Regions from separate parts of the Macaca mulatta genome. Here region 2 is linked to region 1. Evidence: chromatin contacts called from public Hi-C data. All regions are on one chromosome and are shown on one strand. The core of a region is the stretch at or near the end of the contact, and the rest is flanking DNA. Distances in the headings are between cores, read along the strand shown.

Region 1 (6,425 bases), core at 2,083-4,582:
AATCCCAGCTACTCGGGAGGCTGATGCAGGAGAATCGCTTGAACCTGGGAGGCGAGGTTTGCAGTGAGTGGAGATCATGCCTCTGCACTCCAGCCTGGACAACAGAGCAAGCCTCCATGTCAAAGAAAAAAAAAATGCTGTGTTATGCTGGTCTAAGTCTTTTAACTGTAGAAAACAATGAAACATTTTAGTCAGGTTACTTTTATACACAATTAATGGTCAACTCGGAGTCACCATTCATCATCGCTTTAAGAAAAAAAAATTTTTTTGGCATAACTACACTGTCTTCTAGACCAACAAAATAAGAGAAATCCAAACATACATAATGAGCATTGAAATGGCTAATACAAGATGCTTAAAGAACCAGTCACTCTAAAAAAAAATCACTGAATTAAAAATGAAAAAAATGGTTAGTCATGAACTAGAGAGGGATAAAATGAAGCAAGTTTAAACATCGGCAGAACAACATGTTTTCACCAAAACAGGCAAAAATTTAGACAAGCCTAAATATGCAATTTAAATATAATGAACCCTGCAGATTCTGTAGGGTTAACCTCCCTAGTAGAGGCCTCAGTAATTCACACCTCAATTAGAATAGTGCCTAATGATGTTACTATAACACTGGCTCAATCAGAAAAAAACTGCTTCCAAGTGAGAGAGCTGGAGTGTAACTGGGCAGCGTAAATTAGGTTAATTCTTGCTCCTTAATTTGGGGGGGAAAGAAAAACTGAAGGGGAATACAGAAAAAGAATTCACACACAATCACTCGACTAAAATGTAGCTTAAGAAAGTGAAGCACAGGCTTTTAAAAATCATTCACGTAAAACTTATTCCAATTTTTTTTTTTTTTTTAAACGGAGTCTCACTCTGTCGCCAGGGCTGGAGTGCAGTGGCGCGACCTCTGCTCACTGTAAGCTCCGCCTCCCCGGTTCACGCCATTCTCCTGCCTCTGCCTCCCAAGCGGCTGGGACCACAGGCGCCCGCCACCAGGCCCGACTAATTTTTTGCATTTTTAGTAGAGACTGAATTTCGCCGTGTTAGCCAGTATGGTCTCGATCTCCTGACCTCGTGATCCGCCAGCCTCGGCCTCCCAAAGTGCTGTGATTACAGGCGTGAGCCACCCCGCCCAGCCAACTTACTCCAAAATATTTCAAAGTGACTTTCTCAGTACAAATTTTCATTAAGTCTGAAAAACATTTGCAGTTTGGTTTTTTCTAAACTCAAGATTTACACTGAAGGCAGTTACCTAAACAGACATACACTCTCACCTCAAAAATAAAAATCTAAGATGCAATAATTCTTTAAAACTCACCCAAAAACCTGGAAAGCAAAGAAAAAGCCACTTCTATTAATAGTCACAAAATGTTACAACAATTTTTATCTAAAGAAGCTTTTAGTTTTAATTCCAACAACTTAAAACCTACATAATTCACCACTATCTTTAGATCTAAAGCTACTCCAAATTATAAATGCTTGGCCTATCTATCTCTATTACATTTGTTCTGTAACAAACCCATTTAAGTAAACAAAATCATGACAGCATTATGGAAGAAACACTAATTTAAAAAACTGTATTTTTAAATGTTAATCATTTTACAGTTTGGAATATTATGTATTAATCATATCAGAACTTTCCAATATAAAGTCCTCAGCATCAAAAAAAAAAAGGTACATTTTAGAACTTCCTATATTTCAACTGAAATGTATATATTTAGTCTCCGCAGGGTATGGCAAAAGCAATTTATGAAATCCATCATAAAAACTATTCAAATGCCATGATCTAAATCTAATTACGAAATTATGCATTTCATTTTTTTTTTTTTAGAGACTAAATGGTTTTTGCCAGCAGAAAGTAGTGAACCTACTACTTAAACACCCGAGTAACCAAGCTGCTACTAAGACTAAAAGGATGCTAATTCTGGCAAAAGTCAAAGGTTATTAACAAAAATTAGCTAAGACCATATGTTTGCAGAAAGGCAATTTCAGGATAATTCCCCTATTATCCTGTTGTATTTATTATTCCTAAATAACTGGCAATTCCATCTTAAACTACGGTGCAAAAACTAAATGCATTAAGAAACTAATTTGGAAATAATAGTTTCCAAATTATAATGCATAATAAAATGGTTTTTTTTTAAATAAAAACAAACGTACTTAGGTTTTTGAGGGGAAACAGCTATCAATCTTCAATAGGGCTTTTTAAAGCCTCTGCACCAGCAAATAAACTTTTCACGTTAACTACACACTTGTCCCTTTGAAAATCCAGTTTGAGAAATCCTAACAGCAGTTTGGGACAAGTGATGGAGCCACCGCCCTCCACCCTACACCAATTTCACTCTCAGTACATGTAGTGCTAACAGTAAGATCAACTATGTCTTTTAATAGGAAGCATGTTTTATTGGGGGCAAGGAGGGGTTCAGTTAGGTGCTAAGAATGTGTCCTGCATACCGCCGTCACTCTCAATACTCAAAAAGTAAACATATCAAAGCCAGAAGCGTAAACTGGCATGACAAGACTAGGAAGAGAAAGTAGGGGACAAAGAGAAAACCGAAATTGGCTGGAGAAAATAAATTAAGACAAACAATTTACAACTTTCATTTAGACCCTAAGGCAACACATTCCAACCGACCCAACGCGCTCAGCCGGGGCGACCGTGAAACTACTCGAGAACAACAAAGAGGAGCGGCGGCCGCGGCAGGAGTCCCGTCTGACTTTAACTTGATTCTCCCACGAGCTGCAAACGAAGCTGGGGGCCGGACGGAGGCCAGGCACCGCCGCCCGGCCCGGCTCGTCAGGCGGCCGCGGTCGCCCTCCCAGCGGATTCCGCGCGCTCCCCGCCGCCGCCGCAGCAGTCGGGAGCCCGCCCCGGGGTGGGGAAGCCGCGGGCGGGGTGCGCGGGCCCGGCCGGGGGAAGGGGAGGGGACATGGCGCGGTTACCTGGGATCGGGCGGTGGCGAGGGGAGTCCGCTCTCCCGCCGCTGCTGGTCCGCGGACGCGCCGGGCCCGTCGCTTTCCCCGGCGGCCCGGAGAGCTCCTCGGCCCCCGCCCCGAGGCGTCCCGGCCAGGCCGCCCCTCCTCAGTGCCGCGCCGCTGCCCGCGCGGGCCGGACCGCCTCGAGCTCCCGGGCCGCCCCGCGGCGGGGGGCCTCTCTCGCTGGGCGCCTGGCTCCCCTCACCCGCTCCCACCCCCTGGGCGGCCGCGGAGCCGAGGGGAGGGCGGGAAGGGCCTCCCGAGGAGAGCAGGAGGGCGCGAACGCAGGCTCCGCCACCCGAGCCGCTCCGTTACCGCAGCAGCGACGACGACCAGGGCCGTGTTGTTGCTGCCAACTTGTCGAGAACACACTGAGCATGCGCGCGCGGGGACCACATCCGGGTAATTTCAGGGTTTGGCCCTTTTTCCCCGCAGCTTTCCTTTCTCCCGGCTGTCGCCGCCTCCCGCCCCAAGTGACGGCGAGAGTCGCTCTGCGCAGGCGCCTGCAGGGCAGCGCCAGCCGAGGGGCGGCTCTGAATCCCGGCCTGGGCCTGGGCCTGGGCCTCCGCGCGGGCAGAGGCGAAGGCCTGCTTGAGGGAGTGGTCGCCGGGAAAATTAGCATCTCTTGGCAAAAAAGTTCCCAAGGAGCGCGGGAGAGCTCGGCGTAGAGTGGGCGTCCAGTAAGTGTTTATAAATAGCTATTAGCCCGGCTTTTGTTGTGTATTTGTTTTGTTCTGTGTGGAGGACCTGCGTAGGCACAAAAATTGGCCTTCAACCACCGGTCGACAGCTCTAGGGAGAAGGTGGCTATGTTGTAGGAGTTCACTTAGGGAAGAAACAGACGCTGGCCGCACCTTCCTTCCCTGTCTGGCAGCCCCAAATCACGAGCCCCAGAGGTGTTTGAACTCGAGAGACGCACAGAACAGTCAAGGAATCACATATTGAAGAGCCTTGCCAGGCGTTGCAAGTGTGAGTGGATTTTGTTGGAAGCGATGTAGGCGCACTCTCTGCTGGAGGGGAACTTCGAATCCTACGACACACCAGTTAACTAGGTTACCTGTTTGGTGGGGGAAGGCACAGGCTCTGCTTTTGACTTTATGCTTCTTTTATTTCATATTTTTTACAAGACGTATGCATTTCTTTTTCATTTAAAACACATTAATGATTTATTTTCACCAACCAGGAACTACTTTGGAACTACCTTTAGTCCCTCCAAAACTAATGATTAGCCGGTTCTAAAGTCATTTCTTAAGTCACGTCGCCCAGAAACTCTCTACACCCACCGCACGCCTTCATCACTCATACTCAGTGCTTCATTCTATCCTCCACATCACTGCCTGGGCCATTCCCTCTTTTACCAGAAAGCTCCTTAAGCTCCAAACTGGTGTTCTCTTACTCCTGGGATTTATGAAGACCAGTTTTAAGGGAATTCATTTCCACATCTTCCACTGCTGTATGTTCTATTTTCGAAAATTGCCCAGCTTAAGAAAGGAGCTGAGGACACAGCATCCCCTTTCAAAACTGTCCTCCCACCTTAAAAAAGAAAGTCAAAATTCTCACCCATTACTAATGTGCATTGGATCAATGCAGTACTTCCCCAGCAATCCAAAAGGGACAATTCAAAAATCGGTATCTATGCTGAGAAAGTAAATGCCTTTAGTGAATAGATATTAAATTATTTTTCAAGTCAGATAGTTTTCAGATCTTTTCTGTCAACGAAACTGAAGGAAGATCTGTCAGCTGATAGATTACAAAACATGATTTGGTAATAGATCAATATGTGATTCTTAGGTAATATACCTCAGAAGAAGTTTTTTAAAAATTGACACATAGTTATAACTAAACTTCTTCCATTCCATCTGTATTAGTTACCTATTGCTGTATAACAATATCACCACAAATATAGAAGCTTGAAACAACAAACATTTATGATATTACAGTTTCTCTGGGTCAGGAGTCCAGGCATGGCTCGGCTGGGTCCTCTACAAAGTGAGGCTGGAACAAAGGATCTGCTTCCAAGCTCATGTGGTTGTTGGCACCATTCAGTTCCTTGCACGCTGCAGGACTGAGGGCCTCGGTCCCTTGCAGGCTGTTGGCTGGAGACCCCCTCTGTTCCTTGCCATGTGGTCCTCTCCATAGGGAAGCTAACAATATGGCAGCTTGCTTCTTCAAAGCCAGCAACGGGGAGAGTCTCAGCAAGACACTGGTTTCTTTTTTTTTTTTTGAGACGGAGTCTCGCTCTGTCCCCCATGCTGGAGCATAGTGGCCGGATCTCAGCTCACTGCAAGCTCCGCCTCCCGGGTTTACGCCATTCTCCTGCCTCAGCCTCCCGAGTAGCTGGGACTACAGGCGCCCGCCACCTCGCCCGGCTAGTTTTTTGTATTTTTTTTTAGTAGAGACGGGGTTTCACCGTGTTAGCCAGGATGGTCTTGATCTCCTGACCTCGTGATCCGCCCGTCTCGGCCTCCCAAAGTGCTGGGATTACAGGCTTGAGCCACCGCGCCCGGCCGACACTGGTTTCAATCTTATGTAACATCATCACATACACAGTGTCACTCATACTCTGTCACCTTTGCCATACATTGCTGGCCAGAAGCAAATCACAGGCGCCACCTACACTGAAGGGGAAGGAAACACAAAAGCTTGAACACTAGGAGGCGGGGATCATTTGGGGCCTGTTTAGAATCTACCACACCATCTATTTATTTATGCAAATGATATTCCCTATAAGCTCAACCTCTTCTCAGAATTTCCCTTCAGGTTCCCTTCACCTTTTTACTTAAGGGAAACCCAACTTTGCCCTGGGACACTGCTCTTTCTTCCACCTATCAAGTAGTGGCAACGGTGTTTTCAACCTTCAGCCTCTTAGTGCCTGGAGGTGAGGTAGGTCTCCTTCTTGCTTCTCAACATTGCTTCCAGGCCGTCCCCCTCCTCCTCTAAACCAGCAACTTTAAATCTTGCTATCCAATACCTCTATCGCTGACCTTACCCCACTTCATCTCTGCACAATTTGCTCCTGTCAGTCACTCCAATGCCACTTCTGTCCTAGTGCTAGGTGGTTATAAGATCTTCCCAGTACTCTGGCCTCTCAGTTCCTTTTATTCTTCAAGGATTTTCTCTCATTGCTTCAATTTTATGATCTTACAGTTTCTCTGGGTCAAGAGTCCAGGCATCACTTGGCTGGGTCCTCTACAACGTGAGGCTGGGACGAGGATCTGCTTCCAAGCTCATGTGGTTGTTGGCAGCATTCAGTTCCTTGCAGGCCTCAGGACTGATGGCCTCAGTCCCTTGCTGGCTGTTGGCTGGAGACCCCCACTGTTCACCATTAACTTCAGGTAGACTGTTAGTGCTGTCCAGCAATTCTCTTACACTTCTCTGCTCCACTCTTCTGGATTTTGTACCTTCTCTGTCCTCTAACTTACACATCCTCCCCTTGATCATTCTGGATTTTGTACC
Region 2 (6,185 bases), core at 708-3,207, 56 kb after region 1:
AATTCTGCAAGTGAGACATGTTTATTAAAAAATAAAAAATAAAAAAAAATAAAAAGCCTTCTCCTGTGATCCTAACATGGAGTCAGATTTGAGAACCACTTAGTGAAAAGGATAACAGAGAACTGCAATGGATGGATCAGGTTGATCTAAACTCACCAACTAATCAATCTTTTTAAAAGAAGTTTTATTCTGAAAAACTTCAGACACATATAGAAGTAGAAATTAGCATAATGCAATGCCACACACCCATCATCGAACTTCAACAATTGTTAACTCATAGGCAATCATGTTTCATCTATACACACCAACCCCATTACTCCAAGAATACTTGATAAGACAAACCTGTGCTGTCTGATGGAAGCACCCCATTAGGCAGCACGCATTGTCTAGCTGTCTCTCTTTCTGATGTTAACAGCCACTAGTGATCATTGCCAGAATCCATTATTTCATTAGAGGTTGCCAAAAGGTGATAGTGTCTCATTTCTTTTGTATGTATTTGCTGGCATTCCCTGGTCAACTGTTACCCTATGATGCTAAAAGGTCCACAAAGAGGCAAGATGCTCTCTAGCTCCTGGCGTGATACAATGTGAAAAACACAGTAATCCCCCATTAAGCTCGCTTGCCAAAAAATAGAACCTGACCTGAACAAGGCTGCAGGTCTAAATATCTGCTTATTAAAGGAGATGGAAAAAGCAAAATCCTGGATGTAGAAAACGTGAACCGTACAAATGACTTGTTCTTCCAGTAAAATACGGGGAACAAAATAGACACAGAGGGGAAAAGATTAAGAGAGATCTAACAGACATCAACCAAATGGAACGTGTGTAGTTTGTTTGGATACTGATTTGGACAAACCGGGGAAGAGGAGAAAGACAACTACGAAAATGTAAATGCTGACTGGATAGTAGAGGGTAAAATGAGGTGCTAATCACACTGATAACGGCTTTATGTTTTAAAAGGTGTCATTGTGTTTTATAAACATGAACAAGATAACAGATGGAATGTTACATTTCAGATTTGCTTTCAAATACTACAGTGGGGGAGAGGGTAACAGATGAAACAGGATTGATCATGAATTGGAAGTTCAGTATACTATTCAATTTTCATATACGACTTGAAGGTTTCCATAATAATTTAAAACAAATATAATGAAAACCCTCCAAACAGGTCGGGAAATAATTAGAAATTATTTCATCAATGGTGCATGTTTTGGGACATGCACCATTCTAGGCACTAGGAATTAAATGCGAGCAAACCAGATTAGGTCCCTGTCTTCTTGGACAAAAAACAAAAACAAAAACCCAGCTGCTTGCTTTCTCAAGACTGTGATCCACATTCGGCGAAGTGCATATTCCAGTCGTGATCACAGTACTGTCATTTCACTCTGGGCCCGTGGATCTCGGTCCTGGCCACAGATCACAATTCCCCGGTGATGATGGGGCATCAGCATTTGGAGGCTTCCCAAACGATTCTACTGGCTGCCGGGTTGAGAACCAGAGCTCCTTCGTTTTCAGACAGGCCGTGTCAACCCTGCAATCACCCTGCGTTGTGCACAGGGCAGATAACCGCCGTCCTCCATCTTAGAGCTGAAAGAACCGGGGCCGGGAGGCGGAAAGTGAGAGGCCGAGGTACAGGTAGGGCCAGAGGCCAGATTTCCGCCTCTAGAGAGCTCAGGCTCCCCCATGAGACCGTGTTAGCCTCGAAAAAGGCGGGGTGGGCGGCGGCGCCTGGCGGCCGAGGCTCCGGCCCGGGGCGGTGAACGAGGCGCGTCCTCGCTCCCGGGCGCTCCCCAGGCTTAGGTCCCCGGCGCCGGGCCGGGCCTGGTCGAGCCGGCGAGTCCCGAGGAAGCGCGCCCGCCCCCCTCTGGCATGCCCACCGCACTCACCCTCGAGGCCCGCGCCAGAAGCCGAGGGAGGCGCAGGCCCACACCCTGGCCCAACCGTCCGCGGGGCTGCAATGCGCCCTGGCGGAAGTGCGCCGCCGGCCGGGTCCCGCGCGGCCGCTCTAGGATGCGAGGGAGGTCCGCGCTCGGTGGCACCCGCCCGGGGCCTGGCTCTGGGCGCGCTTCTGGGCTTCCCCTGGGCAGCGAGGGCAGTGTCTGCGTTTACCTCCTTCCCAGGTCGCTGTGTGTCAGGTGGTGACGGTCGACCTGAGGAACAGAGCGGGCTAAACCAAAAGGGAAAAAGTGACTCTTCTTTTGTTTTCCGTGTAATATTTTCCACACAGGAGTGTTCTTCCTGATGTTTTGCTCATATGTGTCGTTTTTGGTCTTTGGTTGGGAGGAATCTTTACTGTCTTTCATCCACTAAGATCCTTTGCCTGAACATTCACCTTCATAAAACCCCATCCATATTCCATTTTCCTACTCCAGGTTGGAATATTTGCTTAACATCTGAAGCTGATTGTACCGTACTCACTCCAAGCCTTGCAGACGTGTTCTCTTAGGTAGTGGACGTGGGATTGAAAAAGCCCAGGATGGCCGTATACAGAACGGGCACGTGGCGATTATAGATCACAGGGAAAAACTCCTTCAGTTTGAATAACAGCTTTAAAAAAAGTATTTCAGTCTCCTATGTACTGCCAGATGCACTGATTTCATGCTCAGTATACCTGAAGTGATCAAAATATCCAGCAGCTGGCTGGGCGCCGTGGCTCACGCCTGTAGTCTCAGCACTTTGGGAGGCCAAGGCGGGCGGATTGCCTGAGCTCAGGAGTTCGAGACCAACCTGGCCAACATGGCAAAACCTCGTCTCTACTAAAAATACAAAACAAGAAAAAAAAATTATCCGGGCATGGAGGCACAGGCCTGTAGTCCCAGCTACGCGGGAGTCTTAGGCACGAGAATCGCTTGAACCTGGGAGGTGGAGGTTGCGGTGAGCCAAGATCGCACCACTGCCTTCCAGCCTGGGCGACAGAGCAAGACTCTGTCTAAAAAACAAAAACAAAAAAAATCCAGCGGCTTCAAAATAGGAATCGGAGTGGGGTTTTTTGAAACTACCAGGACAGAGAGACCAGCACTTTTTAAAAAATCATTAATTGATCTACTTATTGGACTCTTTCAACCTTTATTCAAATATTAATGGAGCTTTGACTTTGTGGATAGTATTATTTTTGGTGCTGAGAGATTTTTAAAATTTGTCATGGTCCCTGGTTTTGGGGTTTGTTTGTTTGTTTTTGAGACAGGGTCTCACTCTATCACCGCGGTTGGAGTGCAGTGACGCGATCTCAGCTCACTGCAACCTCTGACTCCTGGGCTCAACCAATCCTCCCACCTCGGCTTCCCAAGTGTTCGTAGCTGGGACTACAGGACTACAACCTCCCAAGTAGCTGGCACTACAGGCAAGTCACCACACCCAGCTAATTTTTTTTTTTTTTTTTTTTTTTTTTTTTTGAAGATGAGGTTTCACTATGTTGCCCAGGCTGGTCTCAAACTCCTAAAGTCAAGCGATCCACCCGCTTCAGTGTCCCAAAGTGCTGGGATTACAGGCGTGAGCCACCGTGCCCTGCCAGTCCCTGGTTTTAAGGAGCCTATACTCAGGTTGGCAAAAGTTGTCAGGAAACAATCCACTGAAAAGGATATGGAAAAAGGGAGATCACTAGCTAAGAGATCAGTGAGGAAGAGGTAGAATTTGAGCTGGGTCTTGTAGGATGGATGACACTCGAATTAATGTGGAAATGAAAAAAATAAAATGGACTTGGTCAAGTGGGGTCTAAATTAGCAAAGCATTGAACACTGGAACTTGAACTTATCTATCCTGACACTTGCCAAGCTAAAAGTTCCTTAAGAAGACACATAGCATTCTACAGCTTGGTCTTGATCACAATCAGCTAGGACAGCAGTCCCCAACTTTTTTGGCACCACAGACCAGTTTCATGGAAGACAATCTTTCCTTGGGGGCAGGGGGTGGGGGATACAGTTTGGGGGTGAAAGTGTTCCATCTCAGATCATCAGGCATTAGATTCTCATAAGGAGCATGCAACCTAGATCCCTCACATGTACAATTCACAACAGGGTTCACGCTTCTGTGAGAATCTCATGCCCCGGCTGATCTGACAGGAGGCAGAGCTCAGGTGGTAATGCTTGCTGGCCTGCCGCTCACCTTCTGCTGTGTGGACCAGTTCCTAACAGGCCGCAGACCTGTACTGGTCTGCAGCCCAGAGCTGAAGACTCCTGACCTAGGGGTCTCCCAGAGCAGTATTCTCCATAGACCTGGCTAGGACTTATTTCTGCCCAGCCATCAAAGCTTCCTACTCCCTTCTCAGAGGTTATTATACTTTTAGAGAATAGTGGATAGAACTATTTGTTCATTTAAAAAATTTTCTATTGTGGGAAATTTCAAACATATAAAAGTTGAGAAAATTTATGAATGAACCTTTATATACAATCATCACTTAGCTTCAACAGTTAGAAACATCTAATCCATCTTGTTTCACCTATTATTCCTCTGTATTAGTCCATTTACATTGCTGTAAAAAATACCTGAGACTGGGTAATTTATAAAGAAAAGAAGTTTATTTTGGCCCCCAGTTTTGCAGGCTGTACAGGAAGTGTGCTGCCGGCATCTGCTTCTGGTGAGGGCCTCAGGAAGCTTACAATCATGGCAAGATAAAGAGGGAGTAGGCATGTCACATAGTAAGACAGCGAGGAGGAAGGGCCAGGCTTCTTTTAAATAACCGGCTCCCCAGTGAACTAATAGAGTGAGAACTCAGATGTCACTAAGGGGATGTCACTAAGCCATTCATGAAGGTTGCACCCCTGTGATCTGACACCTCCCTCTAAGCCCCACCTCCAACACTGGGGATCACATTTCAACATGAGATTTGGAGAGGACAACCATCCACAGTATCCCCCTCTCTCTCCAAAGGCAACAACAACAACAGTAACAAAACCCTGGATTCTTTTTGGGCAAATTCCAGGCAAAATATCATTTTGTTCATAAATACCTCTATGAGCATTTAAGGACCCTTTTAAAAAATCTCATCACTATATAATGATGGTGAGCATTTTAGTATGTAAATATATGTAAAACGTAAGAACTTTAGGAATAGAACCATAATATCATTATATTGTAAAAATAAGAAAATAATTATTTAATATCATCAAATATCCAGTGACTGTTCAAATTTTCCTAATCATCTTATAACTTTTTTAATTTTTAAAATTCTTTTTTTTTAAATTTTTATTGGTCCACAGTAAGTGTATATATTTATGAGGTACATGAGATATTTTGATACAGGCATACAATGGGTAATAATCACATCAGGGTAAATGGGATTTTACCCTGTTCTGTAATGTTTTGTCATTACTTTCTTTTTTTTTTTCCTTTTTTCTTTTTTTTTTTTTTTTTGAGACAAAGTCTCACTCTTGTCCCCCAGTCTGGAGTGCAGTGGTGCGATCTCGGCTCACTGCAACTTCCATCTCCTGGGTTCAAGCGATTTTCCTGCCTCAGCCTCCCGACTAGCTGGGATTACAGGTGCAAACCACTACACCCAGCTAATTTTTTTGTATTTTAAGTAGAGACAAGGTTTCACTGTGTTGGCCAGGCTGGTCTTGAACTCCTGACCTCAGGTGATCCACCTGCCTTGGCCTCCGAGGCATGAGCCAACCTCCTTGGCTCTCAGGCGTGAGCCACCGCACCTGGCCGTCATTACTTTCAATGTCAAAAACTACAATTACTTTTGTAGCAACCTAATAATTTACATTCCCACCAACAGCGTATAAGGGTTCCTCTTTTGCATATCCTTGCCAGCATTCATTATTGCCTTTCTTGAGGATAGAAGCTATTTGAACTGGGGTTAGATGATATCTTATTGTAGTTTTGATTTGCATTTCTCTAATGATCAATGATGTTGATCACCTTTTATAGACCTCTTGACCATGTCTTCTTTTGAGAAAAGTCCTATTCAGATCTTCAGCTCATTTTTAATTGATTAGATTTTTTCCTATAGAGTTGTTTGTGTTCCTTATATATTCTGGTTATTAATACTTCGTCAGACGGGTAGATTGCAAACATTTTCTCCCACTCTGTGGGTTTCTCTTCACTTTGTTAGTTGTTTCCTTTGCTGTGCCAGAAACTTTTTAACTTGATGTAATCTCATTTGTCCATTTTTGCTCTGGTTGCCTGTGCTTTTTGGATATTACTCAAGAACTCTTTGTCCAGATCATTGTCCTGGAGAGTGTCCTC

The links. A called contact is a pair of places that touch in the nucleus more often than the background predicts.
Region 2: a Hi-C map of fetal cortex germinal zone shows a contact between it and region 1, with 2.0 times the contacts expected there. The contact joins the promoter of ELAC1 here to the promoter of SMAD4 in region 1. A contact is called at or near these places in 4 of 14 Hi-C or Micro-C datasets (CD4 T cells, fetal cortex germinal zone, fetal cortical plate and 1 more).

Annotation. Positions count from the first base shown.
Region 1 is chr18:41,266,819-41,273,243 of T2T-MMU8v2.0, forward strand. It overlaps SMAD4 (SMAD family member 4), which reads right to left and starts at 3,333. Exons shown (of 12, transcript NM_001261090.1): 1 at 2,938-3,333. It overlaps LOC106994516, which reads left to right and starts at 2,718. Exons shown (of 2, transcript XM_077975417.1): 1 at 2,718-3,372. The coding sequence starts at 2,925.
Region 2 is chr18:41,324,650-41,330,834 of T2T-MMU8v2.0, forward strand. It overlaps ELAC1 (elaC ribonuclease Z 1), which reads right to left and starts at 1,958. Exons shown (of 5, transcript XM_015121990.3): 1 at 1,886-1,958; 2 at 343-1,586.